2 separate regions of the Pan troglodytes genome follow, and region 1 is linked to region 2. The links are chromatin contacts, called in public capture Hi-C maps. All regions are on one chromosome and are shown on one strand. The core of a region is the stretch at or near the end of the contact, and the rest is flanking DNA. Distances in the headings are between cores, read along the strand shown. Region 1 overlaps WWOX (WW domain containing oxidoreductase). Region 2 overlaps LOC129137499 (a long non-coding RNA gene).

Region 1 (3,543 bases), core at 176-2,675, 510 kb before region 2:
TGGACACAGGCACCATCGAGGCCTCTGACTGCCAAAAGGCCTGAGCTTCATAAGAGGCACGGGGAAGGGCAAACAAGGACGGCTCTGACACTGAGACCTTGTCCCTCACTTCCCATCTCCCATGAAGGGGCTGCTCTGAGACTGTGAGGGGAGAGGGGTAGAAGAAAGGCCCACCAGCTCTCTTGGGTTCCCGGTCTACCTCGACCTCACCCCTGGGAGCCCACCCTGGTGGGCTTTGGAGCGCTAGGGCATGTGTGCCTTTGAGGCACACAAGTGAACCGTGAGGCAGGTGGGAAAGCAGGAGAGGCCGGCAGCACCCACACAAGACCGGGTTCCACCAGACCCCGAGGTCTCAGTGGGAGCTACAGCCTCTATCCCTGGCCATGGCCCTGCTACAGTAGGAGAAACAATATGGAAAAGAAATGACTCAAAGAGCAGCCTCCTAGAAAGAACAACCACAAAGTTTCCCAAACCCCAAGAGAAAAACAGGTGTCACTTCCAGAGTCAGGAATGAAAAGGGGTTGGAGCCAGCGCAAAAATTAAAACTGAAAAGAAAAGAAGGGCCAGGATGCTCACAGATCAGGAGAGATCAAGGGAATGTCGGGTTAGGATGGATCAGAGGCATCCTAAGCTAACACCCAAAGAATTTCAGCCTTTCAACCCTGATACCCAGAGAAGTGAGGGCCAGCGGGGACGGACACAAGGTCCAGAGAGTGAGCCCTCCAGCTGAGAGCCAGCCAAGCCCTGGCATCTCAGCTGGTGTAAACAATAAATAGCTAATGCACGGGGGGCTGAACACCTAGGTGATGGGTTGACAAATGCAGCAAGTCACCATGGCACAGGTTTACTTATGTAACAAACCTGCACATCCTGCACATGTATCCCGGAATTTAAAATTAAATTAAATTTAAAAAAAAAAAAACAGCGGAGCCAGAGAGGCCAGCTTGAGATTTAAGACACTAGTCGGGAGGGCTGGAGGAAAGGCGTTTGGAAACCATGTATGCACCCGAGTCCCCTGGCCAGGGGCCACTCAGGAAGAAAGCAGATGGGAGAAATGCCAGGCAGCAGGAAGGCAGGTGCAGGGGGCACGCAGGGCTAGCGGGAGCAAGGGAGCCCCAGGGCCCTAGCGCCAGGCTCCAGGGCAAGCCTGCAGGGAAGCAGAAGCACCTCTGGGGCTGAGTGGCAAAGGAGGAAACACCCCACAGAGCCAGAGGCAGAGGTGGGCTTAGTAAGCCGGAAGCAGGTCATGTGCATCTTTGTACTCTGGGGCCCAGTGCACCACCCACCCACCCACAGAAGCCCGCGGCTGACCTTCCCGAGATGATTCATTTACTCATCCCACAGGGGCTCATCTTACGGCTTCTGGGTGCCAAGCACTGGGGACACTCAGATGAACAAGCTGCCCCATGATATCTGCAACCTGGGCAAGGGAGACAGGGCCAACAAGGAGGAGTACACAGCCAAGGCTAAGCACGAAGAAGCAGAGAAACAAGGTGACCAGTACAAGGTCGAGGGGACACCCACAGTTAGGAAGGTCTCTTGGGCAGTGACATGTAAGCTCAGCTCTGAAGGATGAGAAGGAGCCTTTCCCCGACAAATGTACAGGTGAGAGGAACAGCAAGTGCCCGCTCAGGAGCTTGCCTCCACCCCTGCAAAGGCTACTGGAGCTCTGCTGCTGGAAATGTCCCTTTAATTCTCCAGAGCCAGAAATTCTTCCAGAATTCACAAGCTGAATGAATGCCACTCTCTGGCTATGCCAACAGAGCCCAAGCTTCTCGGCAAGGCACAGAAATCCTTGAACTGGGTCCTCCCTTCCCTGCCTTAACCTTCACATTCCTGGACCCTCACAAAGATCACAGGCCCCTGGACAGGCCATGCAGGGGGTCTCTCCTCTCACTGTTCCCTCTACCTAGACTGCCCTCCTGCCCCACCCACCTCTACTTGCGCTCAAAACACCGCTCTGGGCTTGGCACAGTGCCTCAGGCCTGTGATTCCAGTGCTTCGGGAGGGAGGCTGGCTTGAGTTCAGGAGTTCAAACCAGCCTGGGCAACATGGTGAGACCCCATTTCTACAAAACATGTAATAATTAGCTGGGTGTGGAGGCACACACCTGTGGTCCCGGGTACTCAACAGGCTGATGCGGGAGGGTCGCTTGAGCCCAGGAAGTGAAGGTTACTGTGAGGGTGCCACCATATTCCCTCACGATCCCCCCAACTACCTACACACACCTCATGCCAGACACTCTACTTCCTGGTATACACACTGCGTGGGGACAGTCCTACACATGTCACTGTGACCTAATAAGATTGGGTCCTAAGGATGACAACTGGCTCTTATTTGCCTCGGCATAACCAGTGCCAGCCAAAGGCCTGGCACATAATACCTCTGTGTGTCTTGAACGAACTCATCAGAACTTGGTTGTTTTTTCTCTACCTTGCCACCAAAGGCAGCAGTGGTTCACATCCTTGCATAGATTAGAATCACCTGGGAGGGAAGATTTTTTTCCAACCTACCAAGGGAGAGGGGAGGGGCCAAACCAATTAAATCAGATATTCTGGGCTGACGCAGTGGCTCCTGTCTGTAATGCCAACACTTTGGGGGGCCGAGGTGGGTGGATCACTTGAGGCCAGGAGTTGGAGACCAGCCGGGCCAACAGCGCGAAATTAGCCAGGCCTGGTGGCGGGCGCCTGTAATCCCAGCTATTCGGGAGGCTGAGACACAAGAATCGCTTGAACTCGGCATGCAGAGGTTGCAGTGAGCCGAGATCGCACCACCGCACTCCAGTTTGGGCGACGGAGTGAGACCCTGTCTTTAAAAAAAAAAAAAGGCCGGGAGCGGTAGCTCACGCCTGTAATCCCAGCACTTTGACAGGCCGAGGCGGGAGGATCACGAGGTCAGGAGATCGAGACCATCCTGGCTAACACGGTGAAACCCCGTCTCTACTAAAAACACAAAAACTTAGCCGGGCGTGGTGGCGGGCGCCTGTAGTCCCAGCTACTCGGGAGGCTGAGGCAGGAGAATGGCGTGAACCCGGGAGGCGGAGGTTGCAGTGAGCCGAGATCGCGCCGCTGCACTCCAGCCTGGGCGACAGAGCAAGACTCCGTCTCAAAAGAAAAAAAGAAAAAGAAAAACCCTCTGGAAGTGGGGCCCAGAAAAAGGCTCTTACAAAAAAAGTTTCCCAGATGCTGAAAATCAGATTTACATCCATGTTTCTCAAAACCAGGTGATATTCCACCTCACCTGGAAAGCTTAAAAAAAGAGACTCCCCAAGTTGAGAGTCGGCTGCAGTAGGTTCTCTATGGAGACCCAAAACGTGTATTTAGGACATTTCCTAGGTGATTCTAAGGTGCCGATATAAGACGCACTGTCGTATCTTAAGAGCAATCAGGAAAGACAGTTAAGGAACAGAGAGTACCTATTAGACACGGTGCTATGTGCTTTACGCACAGTGCCTGAACTGACCCTCATATCAACCCATTTTACAGGTGAGAAAACTAAGATTAAACGTTATTTCAATGGCCCAAGGTCACACAGTTAAAGATG
Region 2 (3,534 bases), core at 585-3,084:
GGCTTATGCAGTCTTTTTCCTCCTCTTTTGCCTTCCTAGCAGGCTCCTTGCTCATTACTCCAGCTGCAATGATCTTTCAGTTCTTCCAAGTCTTCCAGTTGTAGGGATTTTGCTCAAGATCTTCCATCTTCTTGAGATATCCTTCCCCGGACTTGCTTTTTGTCTCAACTGAAAGCTCATCTCCTCCTCGAGGCATTCCTGATCACTCTGGGTCAGCAGTGTTAGTCTATGTCACAGTGAAACTGCCTTTGCAAAAATTATATCAGTGAGAAAATTATGATGGTTAAAGAGATCTGATCTAACTCACACCCCTCTTGCCTTTATCTTTCAAGCTGTCTTAATTATTCCCGGGCTTAGATGAAGCTAACTTTGGAAGACATTTAGGTTATAGTTAAATAATAGGCTTCCCCCAAAATACAACCACCTTTGTAAAGCTAATGAAATGCCACCAGGCTAGAGGGAGGACAGGAACCTGAATTCTGCTAAGGTGTAGACATAAACAATTGCCACCCATTATTCTGGAGGTCCTACAGATAATGTCACTATTGTAAAACACATGATTGGCCTTTTAAGATATCTTTTCAGGTGTTTTTTACATGTCTGATACACATGGCTCTAAGTGGACCCAACTACCCTTCCCTCACTCCTCTTGTGGCCCCACTCAGAAGCAACTCCCTGAGGGAGACACCTTCAACCCCCTGTGATTTTATTTTTACCCCACCTGATCATCAGCAAGCACCCATTACCTGAACACCCCCACCCCTTCGTACAAACTGCTTTGTAAAACCCCTAAACTATGAGCCTTAGATGAAACTGATTTGAGTAATAACTCCATCTCCCATGTGGCATGGTTGGCCTTGCGTCAATTAAACTCTTTACTGCAATGCTGTGGTCTTTATTTGTGCAGCAGATAGGAAGACTCTGCCAGGCAGTTACAACAGTGCTTGCTCTGCTTCACATTTTCCTTCAGGAGTTTTATCCTAAAATGTAAATATTGATCAGCTTTTTAAATTGTCTTGGAAGTAGGGGCCATGCCCGTCTTGTTTCCATCCTCTATTTCCTTCTCTGCTGTTTACTTTTGGGTTATTTAAGCATTTTTTAAAAATCTACTGTGTTTTAACCATATATTTTTGTCTGGTTTTTAAGTAGTTGCCCTGAGGTTTATAATTACATATTTAGCTTTTTAACTGTCTACTGAAATTCAACATTTTACCATTTCCAGTGGAATATCAACACTCCTATAAGCATCTCTTTACTTCCCTTTAGGTTATAATTTTTCATCCAGTACATCTATGTATATTGAAAACCCCAGTAAACGGCGTTTAATTTTTGCTTTCCATCTTTTTTCTCAAGCGAAGAATGGTCTATTTACTCTTTCATTTGCTCTTTATTACTGATGTTTAAAATTTCTATCTGGTATCATTTTCCTTCCTCTTGAGGAGCTTGCTTTAGCAATTTGGTGAGGGCAGATCTGTTGTAAACGATTTTTCTTAGTTTTTCTTCATCTGAGCATGTCCTTATTTCAACTTTATTTCTGAAGGATATTTTTTCTGGATGTAGAGTTTGTGTTGACAGTTCTTTCATTTCAACACTTTAAGAATAGTGTGGAACTACCCTCTGGGCCCATAGTTTTGAAACAGGATTTTTCTCGGCCCCTTTGTTGGGCTCACAGCAGGGACATCCCATCAACTCGACCCATCACGCTCAGCCCCTTGCGGGAGGGAGCACATGAGCTCATGAGTACAGGATTCATCCAGCCACTCTGAGTGCCAACACAGGAGCAAATTCCTTGTCAGCCCACGGCCAGACCAGATGTGTTACCTCCAGGGGAACATGGCGGTGCCCAGGCAGAGGTGCCGGTGACCCCAAAGCAGCAGCGTTAGTGTGCTCATTAGCTCTTTTAGTTCCACTGTCCACAGCCTGATGGACAGCAGTGTGTTAGCAGCTCGGTCAGCCCCTTGCCCTATTATATGAGGTGCTGCCCTCCACCAGCGAGGCCAAAGGGCCAGTGCTACAGCCTTTCAGAGTACCTGAGCTCAGTGTGTCCCAAGCTCTTGTCCAGAGTCCAAGAAGAATGAGATCATGTTGATGATTAAAAGGTGATGAGAATGTAAGATTTTATTGAGCAATGAAACGGCTCTCATGAGAGAGAGGAGTTTGTGGGGGAGGGGGGTGGTTGTTCCCCACCCCTGCAGTCAGGTGATTCCTCCCTCTCTGTGTTTCTGGGTCAGAGGCTTATTATTATTATTATTATTATTTTTCGACAGAGTCTTGCTCTGTCATCCAGGCTGGAGTACAGTGGTGCCATCTTGGCTCACAGCAACCTCTGCCTCCCAGGTTTAAGCAATTCTCCTGCCTCAGCCTCTGGAGCAGCTGGGACTACAGGTGTGTACCATCACGCCCGACTAATATTTTTGTATTTTTAGTAGAGATGGGGTTTTGCCATGTTGGCCAACCTGGTCTTGAATTCCTGACCTCAAGTGATCCACCCACCTTGGCCTGCCAAAGTGCTGGGTCAAGGGCTTTTTATGGACTCAGAATGGGGAGTGCATGCTGACTGGTTTGTATGCAAAAGATTAAAATGAAGACACCACTCAAAGGTAATAATAATAATAATAAGCCTCTGACACAGAAACACAGAGAGGGAGGAATCACCTGACTGCAGGGGTGGGGAACAACCACCCCCCTTCCCCACAACAGTGTAGAAAACCAATTAGGAAAGGGTAGGAAAACATAAAATAGGTAAAGGGTGGGGATCAACCAGAGGAAAGTATGCCAAATGGGAAGACAAGTTCTCAATCTGGTCTGAGGATTTAACCTGTAGCTTGGCTTTCAGGCTTTAAATTGTCTTTGCCTTGGAGGTGGGGTTTCAACAGGGATCTGCCCCTTTCTGCCTAGGCATTGAGCTGCCTCCTGTAACTATCAGTTTCTAGTGAGAAATCTGCAGTAATTTCAATTGCTGTGTCTCTATGGATAATGACTTTATTCTTTTTCCTTAGTTTTTAACTGAGTAAGATGTGTCTTGGTGTGGATTTATTTTGGTTTGTCCTGTTTGGGAATTACTCAGCTTCTTGAATCTGTAGGTTTATGTCTTTCACCAAATTTGGGAAGTTTTCAACTTGTAATCTTCAAATATTTTTTCAGTACTGTATTCTTTCTATTTCCGGGATTTCAGTCACATGAATGTTAAAACATTTATTATCACGTAGATCCATGAGGCTCTATTAAGGTTTTTCAATCTTTTTCTTTCTTTTTAGATTGGGTAAGTTTTTTTGCTCTATCTTCAAGTTCACTGACTCTTTCTTCTGTTATCTTCATTCTATTAAGCCCATTCAGTGAGGGTTTTTTTTTTTTTTTTAAATCGCAGTTGTGCTTTTCAGTTCTAAGATACTGACTTGATTCTTCTGTATATCCTCTATGTCTTTGCTGAGACTTTCTCTCTTTCCTTTGGTTTCAAAAGCATTTAGAGTTGCTTGCTCAAGCAACTGTATTTTTATACTATATTTTAAAGGCTTTCTCAGATAATTTCAACAT

Evidence for each region. Capture Hi-C pulls out chosen DNA fragments and counts their contacts.
Region 1: a capture Hi-C map of stem cell-derived neural stem cells shows a contact between it and region 2, with 4 times the contacts expected there. The contact joins two enhancer-like sites. A contact is called at or near these places in 1 of 7 Hi-C or Micro-C datasets (stem cell-derived neural progenitor cells), 1 of 1 datasets of contacts at active chromatin or transcription factors (stem cell-derived excitatory neurons) and 1 of 1 other capture datasets (stem cell-derived neural stem cells).

Annotation. Positions count from the first base shown.
Region 1 is chr18:76,242,248-76,245,790 of NHGRI_mPanTro3-v2.0_pri, reverse strand. All of the region lies in intron 1 of WWOX (WW domain containing oxidoreductase), which reads right to left. Among named protein-coding and RNA genes, the nearest start is that of WWOX, 3.3 kb to the right of the region's middle. Within about 2 kb of position 1,425, at least 6 of the 24 cell types and tissues checked have an H3K27ac peak or open chromatin away from gene starts, as enhancers often do. A contact at or near this core is called in stem cell-derived neural stem cells, where this site is marked.
Region 2 is chr18:75,732,696-75,736,229 of NHGRI_mPanTro3-v2.0_pri, reverse strand. All of the region lies in intron 2 of LOC129137499 (a long non-coding RNA gene), which reads right to left. Among named protein-coding and RNA genes, the nearest start is that of NUDT7, 130 kb to the left of the region's middle. Within about 2 kb of position 1,834, at least 1 of the 24 cell types and tissues checked has an H3K27ac peak or open chromatin away from gene starts, as enhancers often do. A contact at or near this core is called in stem cell-derived neural stem cells, where this site is marked.